Regions from separate parts of the Capsicum annuum genome. Here region 1 is linked to region 2. Evidence: chromatin contacts called from public Hi-C data. All regions are on one chromosome and are shown on one strand. The core of a region is the stretch at or near the end of the contact, and the rest is flanking DNA. Distances in the headings are between cores, read along the strand shown.

Region 1 (6,275 bases), core at 563-3,062, 220 kb after region 2:
GTAATTAAATTATACATGGTAGTATTTTTTTATAAATATCTTTTTGTTCCTTATTAAATGGCTACCAAGGGTATTTCGATAATTTTATGGTGCAATAATACATGCATATTGCTTTTTTCTTATATTTATTAGTTTTGTCCTCATTTTTATGGTGCAATAAAATAGTTACACATGCATATCATTTTTTTCTTATATTTATTCATTTTGTCCTCATGTATTATTTAAATAATATTTTTATTTAGACCTTTGTAATTTAATTATACATGGTAGTATTTTTTTATAAATATCTTTTTGTTCCTTATTAAATTACTTGATTTTTATACTTCAAGGGTATTTCGGTAATTTTATGGTGCAATAAAATGGTTACATATGCATATTGCTTTTTCCTTATATTTATTAATTTTGTCCTCATTTTTATGGTGCAATAAAGTGATTACACATACATATTTTTTCTTATATTTATTAGTTTTGTCTTCATGTATTATTTTAATAATATTTTTATTTAGACCTTTGTAATTGAATTATCATGGTAGTAATTTTTTATAAATATCTTTTTGTTCCTTATTAAATGACCATCAATGATATTTCGATAATTTTATAGTGCAATAAATATTTTGAAATCAACGTATGTCTCCTCAACTTATATATTTAAAACCTTCAAATGAGATATGCATCATGTGCTTTTTCAGAAATGTCCAAACGAAAGATGTGCCACCAACTGTAGTTGCAACAATCTAGCTACATTTTTATCCACTTATATAATCACTTTTGCATTGGTTGGACCAATTTAGTAAGCTCAATTTTGTTCCACACTGAATGTATATATCATGTTAACATCGATTCATTGTACTATATTTGTTTTCTTTTGCTCCTATACTAAACAATTAAAACAAGTAGGAAATAATCTTCCCCAAAAGTTGAATCTCTTTTACACATTAGTGTTGCAAAATGTCCGTGCCTTGCACGAGCACATATATTGTGTGTGTGTATATATAATGGAAATAGAAATAATAGTAATAATAAATAAAAATGAAAGTAGGAGAATAATACCCACAAAAGACAAATTAGTAGTACTATCAATAGTAAAAAAAATGAAAAAATGAAAATAGTACCTACAAAAGATAAATTAGTAGTATTATTAAACTTTTACTTCTTTATTGGTAGAATATATATATTTAACTACAAATTCAGTGATTAACATAACTCATAAATTTTAAATTTTAACTTCTCTACTACCCTCATTAGAAAAAAAAAAGTAGCTTAATATTTCTCATCATCTCAAGGACACTACTCTTATTCTTCTCTTCTGTTCATCACTGACCTTTTTCTCTATCATCTAATTGGCATAAGATTCTAATGAGCAAATAAATTTATCACCAAAAATTATTAAAAACGATCATATTTTTTTGTGTGAACACAATATGTTTTAAACGACGTATTTTCTAATTAGTAAAAAAAGGGGAAAGAATATTTGGATCGTAGATTTCATCTGATCCTCACTGTATCACATTTTAACACACGCAATATATTCTCAATTTTGCAAAACATTAAAATTGCTTTCGAAATTGTTCAAAAGACCAAAAAACTCTGACTCACCATATATTTTTAATACCTTCATCTTGGAGCAAAATTATATATATGGATCAAATAAATCTAATAACTTTAATTTAAACTCTATGTTTGTATCCAAAAACCAATCAAATATACATGACTCTTTAACTACAAACTTGGCAATTAACATAAACTATTCTTGACAATCAATGTAAAATATATTGATAAGCTTCAAATTCCGACTCCGCTCATACTACCCTTTGTTAGAAAAAGGCAAAAAAAAAAGTCTACTTCTCTTGCCTTCTCTTTCTCTCCTTCTCTTCACTCTACCCCTTTAGCTTATGCTTTCATCAAATTTACAACTCTCTCACTTCCAAACACCAAAATAAAGCCAACAAAATTTTCGTAAAAAAGTAAAAAACTTCACCTTTTTCTGCAAAAACAAGCGGTGCTTAGCCAAAAATGCCAGCACAGAAACGCTTGCTATCGAATTACCAAGATGATGATGATAACAACAACAACGGAGAGGATGATAACTCCCCGGAGCAGGAGCAGGAGCAGGAGCAGCAGCAACACCACCGTCGCCGGAAACAATCACGGCGAGCTGTGGAAGAACAAGAACAAGAAGTTGAAGAGGAGGAAGAAGAGGAAGAAGAAGATGAAGAGGATGTTGATGGTGATGATGATGATCAAGAAGTGGAGAATAATCAATCTTCTGATAATGGTTAGCTTTTTAGCACTTTATATTAATACCCAAATTGTAAATCTGTGTTTACATCTGCATTTTCTTTTTTTTACTTTTAGTGTTGTTATGAATGTTTGTGTGCTTGTATCGTGCATTGATTTTCTTGGGTTTGTTTGTTTGATTGTTTGCAGATTCTGAAGGAAGTGGCACTGACCCAGAAGCCTTTGATGAGTAATAATTCTCTTTATTCTTCAAGATCTTTTTTTTTTTTTTTTAATCTGCATGGTTAATTTAGTGTTTTTTAACTGCTGTTTTCGATGTTTTTATCTCGTGGGGTTAGTTCAGATGTTGTTTTTATGCTATTTGGGTAGCTAAATCTGTGACCCTTTTGTTCGTTTTGTTGAATTTGATGGTTCTTGTTTTGAGCAACGGAAGATTGATGGATGCTGAGTTTCTACTTTTAAACTTACTTTGGGCGTGTTTTTGATGCACTCATGTTGCTTGATTTAATGCGTAAATGATCATTTCCGCATGCGATTGTTAGTTTTAATATCTGGACTTTTCGGAGGAGTTTTTTCTATAAGTAGATTAATTGATTGTGAATTTGGAAATGCTATAGGGGGTATTGCTTTTTGAGTTATGAAGCATCCATTTTTATGACTTACTGTCTTACCCTTTTTTGATATGCATTGCATCGCATGGTGCTCTAGTTTTACATTTACTTGTATTCTCAATTTATATATATGGAACTTGCCCAAAGAGGGAGGCAGTGGTGTAAACCAGAAATTTTCTTCTTGCCATACTTCTTTGAAATATACAACCTTAAAGATTGTAAGGATGTAACTACATTGTGTCACTCATGCATGTATGCAAGCTCATGCATGTTTTTTTTTTTAATCAAGCTTCTATACTTCTGCCAGACCCCACTTTGTGGGAATTCACAGGGTATGTTGTTGTTGTAAGCTTCTGTACTTCTTGAATGGTGTCTAATCCTATCGCAGTATGAGCTTAACAGTATAAGCTATATAATCTCGGCTGTCCCTTTTATCTTATTTTAGAGATGGATCGAAGATTAAAACTAGGATGGGTTCAACCTTCAAGATTCTTAGCATTATAATCATTATACTTTTCAAAATATGGGTTCAAATTCCTTATTTGTTGAAAATATAGTGATTTTTCACATATATATCGATACTCTGTGTCCAAAAAACTGGGTTCTGTTGACCCAGTTGCACAAACACTCTATCCGCCCACTGTTTCATTTGGCAGTTTTGTAAACACTTCCATTTTGTGGATATGGTAATGTTTTTGGTTGTGTCATTTGAATATGAGATACATCACAACGTGATATTTCAGTTTCTGATGTATGAAATTAGGTTCTTGACTTCAGCGTAAAATAACTCCTGGGGGCATCCTGAGTGTAGAGAATTTTATTTTGAAAATTTGGACTTTTCTGTTGTTCTAGAAGGTCGTTGATGCTCATAATTTTGTGTTTATCCTCAAATATTCAGCTTGAACTTACCTAGAACTTCATGTATATATAATCATAGACACTAGAATAGTCAACCTTTTCCTGACTTAGTTTGCCAGATTTTGTTGTGTGAAGGGCTGAAAGCCATTTAGGATGGGATGTTCTATTTTTTATATTTGTGCTTAAAGTTATGTAGTGCTTCAGATTTGTCCTCTTTTGGGACATATGTCACTGTTGACCGTTATCTATTTAAAATGGTAGTCACTCAATTTGCCAGAGGTCAGTATAGTTATCCTATTATATGTCTCTGGATCTGGCCAACAACAACATACCCAGTGTATTCCCACATAGTGGGGTCTGGGGAGAGTAAAATGTACGCAGCTCATACCACTATCTCCGAAGAATTAGAGAGGCTGTTTCTGATATACCGGCCATGCAGGATAAAACTTTCACCCATATAAAGCCATTACTTATATTGAACATTTATGGAATACTTTTGCCTTACTGTAAGATTTGTTAATATGAATTACATAGTGCTCAACAGTTGTTCATGAAATATATGGTTAGGTTTGTGCAATCATGATGTCAGCATGACCAAATAAGTAATATGAGTATATGTGTAAGATATCTTATTGATAAGTCTATGTGTCTTTTAGTGACTGGAATTGGTGTCTCAACATCCTTGATAACTGCAATTGGACTTCACAGAAGTCTTATACTTTTTCAGTGAAATTTACTAGTTCAAAATCCCTTGGATTTTCAAAATGAAATAACTTGTTAACTTTAGTCATATTTACTTAGTAATGAAAAACCAGTTATGTTAGATGGTTACAACGAGTATAAGGTGGCACACTATTTTCTTTTTAACATTTCCTGGGAGTGTGTCTATTTGGTTCATGGTTAGCATCATCACATTATTGTCCCTTGACACTGGAAGGTCCATTTAAGAAGTTGTTACTGCAAAGGAATAAAAGAAGTAGCTTTTTGCATTCTTTAGCTCAATGGAACCCTTTTCTACAGTTTTTAAGAAGTGTAGAACATCCCATTGTCCCGAAGAAAGTGAGGGTGAATTACATAAAGCTCAGTCAGGTTGTCATCTTGCATGCTGAACTGAAAGTTAAAATGTACAAATTTCTAGAAGTTATTCTCCAGAATGTAGAACCTTTTGATCTTACTGATTATCAATTTTCTACATTATCATCATCTCATATTTCTGGGTATTTGATTCAGTTTTGTAACTTTATAGTGTTTGCCTGCCTGCAGGTTGATCGCTGTATCACGATCTGAGATTCGTACCAATGTACAATGTCCTATATGCTTAGGTATTCTTTATTATTTTATTTTATTATTTTGAATATTTACAGCTTTGAGTTTTTTGCTAGGATTTCGATGAGAGAAGTTTTTTCGCGCAATTATTTCAAGCTCGTAAAGAGCTAGAATGTCCTGTATGTCTAGGTATATTTGCTTTCACATCATTATGTTGTCTAATGCTTTATACTTTTTTATTTATCCAAAATTGTTGTGATATTTGTGGATTAAACCATTTAACTTCGCTCTTTAGTTTTACCTTGAGTTTGTTTTTCAAGTTTTTTCTCCTCAAAATATCCGCTTTTATTTTTATTCGTTTTCCCGCACCCTTAAGAGAGAGTTTAGCAGATGATTCAGGATTACGTAAAAAAACTGGTATTCCTCTGAAGTTAAAAGTTGAAGAGACATATCAGTTGTTATTTTCCATATCTGGTGCAAACCTTTTCTTTGAAACTCTGCTGCCACCATGACAAGTCTTTGATAGCTCGTCTACATCACAGCACATAATTTTTTTTTTCACTTTTTACTGTTCAAGCGAAGGAATATTAGTTATTGATAAAAATGTGTACTGGAACTACTTGGATTGTGTAATCAATAGTTTACGGATGAACTTCCGCAAACCAATTATACTGTTTTATAGCCATTCAAATCAGTTTCTTACAAGCAACAATAACTTGTGACTGGACTTCATGCTGTAAAATTAGTAACTCTGCTATTAGATAAGGAAAAGAACCTCAATGAAAACCTGAAAAGAAAACAGAGCTGCAATAGGGACGTGAACTAGTTGCCTGATGTTCTACGTCCTTTTGGCATGTGCTAATTGTTGTTCGGTTGAACTTTTTCCAATCGCTTGTATGCAACAAGAAACTTTAGATCCTTAATCACTTAGATGTTATATAGTGATCATGCAACTCATACTGTGGTTGGTTTTCTTTTCTTCTCCTCTTAAGATGTCATATACATGATTTGATCCAAATTTGATCCTCAGTTATGCTTATCACAATATTTTCGAATTTTGATCTTTGAATACCAGAATTGTTAGGTGTAGTCTGGTTCACGGGCTAGTTATAATACCAGAATTATGATGAGTTTTATACCTCAAACTTTATCAATTATGAAATGATACATTAGTAATCTATTGCTTTATGCTGCAAACATAAAATTTATTGGTTTTATAAAATCTTATGCTTGGTTAAATTTTCCTTATGGGGCTAAGTGGCTAACTATAAACCCTTAGATTATCCCGAGAGTGACATTAAA
Region 2 (5,891 bases), core at 2,488-4,987:
CAAATAAATCAAAGCATTTTAAAAATGATAGAACAATGTATTCAAATATAGGACTTATCCTTGGAGAACACAATAAGGTTTACCAGCAACCACAAAAATAGTTAAGATACACAAACCAAGACCAAACACGTCCTTAGAGAGATCATGAGGTCTCAAAGTCAATATAACAATAAAAGTAAACCTTCAAAGTAATGATGGCAAAAACAGTGTTCTATATTTGGTTGTAGTATATTATCTTCATAACTCCCTTATAGGTAAATAATAACAACCTTTGGACTAAAAAACGATCAAAAAGCAGAGGAGTGCTCACCGAGTGTGATGAAAAAGTTAGTAGCAAGCTAATTAGACACTGAATAGGGGTCAAACAACTAAAGTAAGGTCAGTCAACCTGAGTGGGGAAGTATCTGATGACATTTGCAGTATTGCCTCTCCAAAGAGCTAGGACACCTTCATCCTTGATAGTTCTGCCAAAGCAGTCTGTTATCCCTTTATAAGGTTCAGAAAGTCTACCAGATTTTATCATCTCATCTTGATTCTGAATCAAAAGCTTGACTCTCTCAATTGGAGCTGCAGCTGTCTTAGACACTGCAGCAGAAACCCCTCCCATGAGAAAATCCACGATGAAACTGTTAGCTTTCTTCTCTTCAGATGGTGCCTGTATGAGAATAGGATTGCCCAATGACCGGATTTCCAGTTTAGTGGCTTGGCAATTCGGCATGAAAGCACCCCGTAGAACTTCATTGACATATCCACCAGTCATGTTGTATGAACCAGCATACTTGGAATGTTTGTGGGGAGATATTCTAGAGAACATGTGTGAATGCCCATGTATTTTCTGAAATGCAGACGGAAGCGCCGATCCGTCCCCCATGTTTGTAATTCAACACGGTGACCTGAAAAGAAGAGAAATAGTAACTGAAACATTCCTAAAAGTACAAACAAGCTGAGTAGGGAAGCTTCCTATAAGCATGGAACCCAATAATTAAGCTACAATGTGGAGCTTTCAGTTCAAGTATTGAAGATACTTCAAAAACTGGAATAAGGAAATTTAATCACGAAGCAGTCAAAACCGTACCAACAAAAGCACATCCTCATGGACATCGAGATGACAACATACCCAGTGTATCCCCACAAGCGGAGTCTGGGAGGGTAGAGTGTATGCAGACCTTACCCTACCTCATGGAGATAGAGAGGTTGTTCCTGAAAGACCCTCTGCCCAAGTAACACATAACAAGGCAGTTTGAAAAACACAATACACTCACGGACATCGAGACAAAGTAGGAAATCTAAGTAAAAACAGCATACTCACCAAAAAATTCAATACGGACACAGTTAGAAATAGCTATTTGACAATTACTGGGTATCAACATAAATCAACAAAGGAGTCAGGTATGAAAAGCATTGGATCACACAAAAAAGGGACTAGTTCAAATCAAAAACCAGTAGTAATTTAAACCAGAAAATCACCTTAACGTGTAGATAACACATAAAATAACTAAGATATTTACCAATATTATTGATAGAAACGAATATATTTTCATTTTCCAAATTCAATCTCAAATCCAAAACGGAAATAGAAATGATCTCAACTGTTCTGCACCAAACTACTACTCTATAGAAGTTTCCAACTTCACGATCAACTGATCTATTAATCCAATGAAGTTGACAAGTAAACAAAATTACCCCTAACTGGGAAAAAAAAGGAGATCCACAGTTCATTTAGAAATATTACACACAGTATAGGTGTTTCTACATGTAGGGAGAGTGAAAATCCATACCAATATTATTGATAGAAATAAATATAATTTCATTTTCCAAAGTCAAACTCAAACCCAAAAAAAAAGAAATGAGAAACGATCTCAACTATTCTAGACCAAACTAATACTCAGTAAACAAGCAACCAATATCGAAGGGAAACTGAAATCCGTCAATCATACAACAACACAGTAAAACACAATCGAATAGGGATTCTTGGCTAAGTAGACTTTTTAAGTCTATTATTTTGCAAAATGGACTATAAGTTTTTTTATTTAGTGATATGACCCATTTTTAAGACAGATCTATTATCTGTCCGACAGATCTATTATCTGTCACTTGAAGAGGGTTGGACATTTTGCAAAATGCAAACTTAAAAAGGCCTAACAGCCAAATTTTCTCCTTCACAATCACTGATTTACTGATCCGATGAAGTTGACAAGCAAACAAAATTAAATGATCAACAGTTCATATAGCAATATTTACACATAGTATAGGTGTTTTTACATGTATGGACAGTGAAAACCCATACCAAATAACGATATTACCAATATTATCGATGGAAAGGAATATATTTTCATTTTCCCAATTCAAACTCAAATCGAAAAAGGAAATGAGGAATGATCTCCACTAAACAAGCAACCAATATCACAGGGAAACTGAAATCCGTCAATCATACAACAACACAGTAAAACAAAATCGCATACTAATACATCAACAATTAAACGATAAATCACAAAATCAACTTTATCTAATACAATTCTTATCTAGATGAACTTCACAATCACTGATTTACTGATCCGGTGAAGTTGACAAGCAAACAAAATTAAGTGATCCGCAGTTCATATAGCAATATTTACACAGTATAGGTGTTTCTACATTGTATGGAGAGTGAAAACCCATACCAATAACAACAATACTTACCAATAATATCAATAGAAACGAAAATATTTTCATTTTTTTCCAAAATATCAAACTCAAATCGAAAAAGGAAATGAGAAATGATCTCAACTAAACAAGCAACCACTACCAAAGGGAAACTGAAATTCGTCAATCATACAACAACACAGTGAAACACAATTTCATACTAAAACATCACTAATCAAACGGAACAAATCACAAAATCAACTTGTTCACTTTCAACTGATCTATTAATAAAGTAAACGAAATTCAAATAAAACAATATTTACACACAGTAAAGGTGTTTCTACATGTATGAAGAGTGAAAACCCATACCAATAACAACGATAATTACCACTTTTCTGAATAGAAACGAATATATTTTCGTTTTTTCCAAATTCAAACTCAAATCCAAAAAGGAGATGAGAAATGATCTCCACTAAACAAGCAACCAATATCAAAGCGAAACTGAAATCCGTCAATCATACAACAACACAGTAAAACTCAATTTCATACTAAAACGTTCAATAATCAAACGAAACTAAATCACAAAATCAACTTGTTCACTTCCAACTGATCTACTAAAGTAAACCAAAATTCAAATAAAGCAATATTTACACACACAGAGTAAAGGTGTTACTACGTGTACTGAGAGTGAAAATTCATGCCATACCTGAGAAAAGGCGAGAAGTTTTGTTTCCCACCTCTGAGGAGAGGAGAAAGTAGTAAGTTATGTTTTGGAAGAAGCAGAGTGTATTTTAGGAAATCGAGATTCGAGTGGCACGAGCTTCTAGAAGGTACGGCGGATTAGGGTTTCCAGACCTATTGACTCATCTGACCCTGATGTTCCGTTGATATTATCCTAACTGCCATTTTCGCGCTTCATTCAACTACAGTCATAGTCATGGACAGTCCATTATGGTGGCGGCTAGGAATAAGGTGGGGGTAATGAGCACTGTAGCTTGGAATGAGCAACGTGTTAGGTTCAATTTACTAGGTGTTTTCTTTCCCATCTGTTTTGATAATTTTAGTCGAAATGCGCGTAAGCTGACTCGAATACCACGGTTATATATAAAAAAAAATAGGGGTAATGAACAATATATATATATATATAACATAACATATATAGTACTATATCCAATGCTAATGTCGCTTTCCTATTTTTATATTACCATTTTTTTTTATAATTACTACTCCCTCCGTCTCATTTTATGTGTCATTATTTAATTGGACATGAAGTTTAAGAAATAAATACTGAATTTATAAAATTATCCCTCTTAAAGTTACTTTAATGTTTATATTTTAGTTATCTTTCTTATTAAATGGGATCCAGTAAGAATAAAATGTAAATAATGTCATTAAATAGTTGTCAAATGAGAAAAGATAACATTATTTTTTGGACGGACTAAAGAGAAAATGACAGACACATAAAATGCAATGGAAGGAGTACATTTCGGTCAATTTACATACACTTGACATCGAGATTTGATAGATGGGATAAAATTATCTATTTTTATTTCTATGGGATTTGAATCGAAATTTCGTAGTTCTCAAGTTTACGAGGTACCTATTATATCCTACCAATAGAGGTATCAAGCAACTCATGCATCAATCGTGAACTTTTGGGAAGGAAATTAGTGATTTCATCTCCATTGAGTTTTAAACTTGAAATCTCGTGATTTAAAGTCACTTACTTCCTTGATAACTAGATCGGTGAATGTTATAAACTTATATCAAACTTGACATTGTTTAAATTATATTTCGATTTAGGCTTACGTACTATATTAAGGATTATTGAAAGAAGATATTAACATGCTAACGAAAAATTAATTTGATACAAATTACATCCCAAAACAGATGAAAACTTTTAGAAGTCTTTTTACATGGATTGGATTATAGTCCAACATTATAATGTCTAGACTAATTTATTCCATCCAGTAGTTGGTATAAAATAAATCTAAATGGAATGGAATAAATTTATACTATCTACTAAACATAGTACAATATATATTTTATCTCAAATTTAATCATGAGATATTTCACCTTTATCCCGAATTTAAACGGGGAAAGTATCTGTGTGAGTTGTCCCAAGTTACGAATAATTCAATAAGGAATACTACTCCATAGTCGTGATAGAAACGGAGCAGAAAACAAATTAACATAATATTGGAGAAGTTCCAAGTGAAATTTCATTTTGTGGTGACTTACTTACCACTCAATTATTTGAGAGAAGTAAAGGAATTCAAATGCTCAGAACAACAATTATATGTTGTTTTTGGATACAAATTACACAATACAAGCCTATCTGTCCTGAAAAATAATTTAGGAAAGATGGAGATAAAAGAGTGAAAACAAAAATGGGCAGCATAGTTCTAACGGATATTCATGAAAATCATTAAGCTTTGTAGTCCAGTCCCCCCAACACGTTGATATATGAACATGAATGTATACAGTTTTGTAAACCAATGAGGCTTTGATACGTTGAACTGCTTCAGGGCTCGGTCTTCTACATACCGTCCCTATGAAGAACATAAGGAAGTTTTTTGCTTTGCCAGTAACTGCCTAAGCTTTTTGATCAGCTGAGGATTTGAGCACATATAATCCTGGAATGTCTCCCTCAGGCTCTTCAACGTGTTCTTATGATCTTCAGTGTGGCCTATGTTGAGTAACTTGGTGAATAGGTTCTTCCAGAGCTCAATTTTCCAGTATCTGAAAGCAGAATGGAGAATAAGGAACATATCACATACCAACAAGCAACTGGAATTTTGCTATTTCGTCCGGACCATAATGACTTGATACTATATGCCAAATCATCAATGCAAGTGTTCATAAAATAACATGCATTATGTTAATGAGTGTGGACACAAGATGTGCCAGAAACAAAGCAGTGGAGCAAAGACATACCGCTTAAAAGGTAACTTAGGTTGATAATGATGGCCACCATGGGGAGAAGGTCTTTTCTCAATCTCCATATATGAATTGTGAAGCATCATGTGTACAATAACGCAGAGGCCATATGCATCCACCTGGTATCCCCATTACATGTCAATATCTAGGTTCCAGTTCGCACCAGTTTAATCATCTGGATAATAAAGTTTCTAGATCTTGAAAGGCACTTACCTGATACTTCCATGGCTTTTTTTCTTGCATTTGGATGCAGCGGAAACCAGAAGTTCGACTGTCTCCTATAAACTCGGTCTGGTCAGGGAAGAGGCTCAGGTCTATACCCCGTCCCC

What was found. Hi-C and Micro-C count contacts between places; a contact is called where the count stands out from the background.
Region 1: a Hi-C map of placenta shows a contact between it and region 2, with 2.9 times the contacts expected there. The contact joins the promoter of LOC107878354 here to the promoter of LOC107878356 in region 2. A contact is called at or near these places in 3 of 5 Hi-C or Micro-C datasets (bud, leaf and placenta).

What each region holds. Positions count from the first base shown.
Region 1 is chr7:206,578,869-206,585,143 of UCD10Xv1.1, forward strand. It overlaps LOC107878354 (putative E3 ubiquitin-protein ligase RING1a), which reads left to right and starts at 1,813. Exons shown (of 10, transcript XM_016725309.2): 1 at 1,813-2,275; 2 at 2,428-2,467; 3 at 4,971-5,029. The coding sequence starts at 2,014.
Region 2 is chr7:206,359,113-206,365,003 of UCD10Xv1.1, forward strand. It overlaps LOC107878356 (ADP,ATP carrier protein 1, mitochondrial), which reads right to left and starts at 3,738. Exons shown (of 4, transcript XM_016725311.2): 1 at 3,329-3,738; 2 at 389-893. The coding sequence starts at 871. LOC107878355 (mitotic checkpoint serine/threonine-protein kinase BUB1) reads right to left here. Exons shown (of 14, transcript XM_016725310.2): 12 at 5,776-5,891; 13 at 5,560-5,681; 14 at 4,894-5,364. The coding sequence ends at 5,175.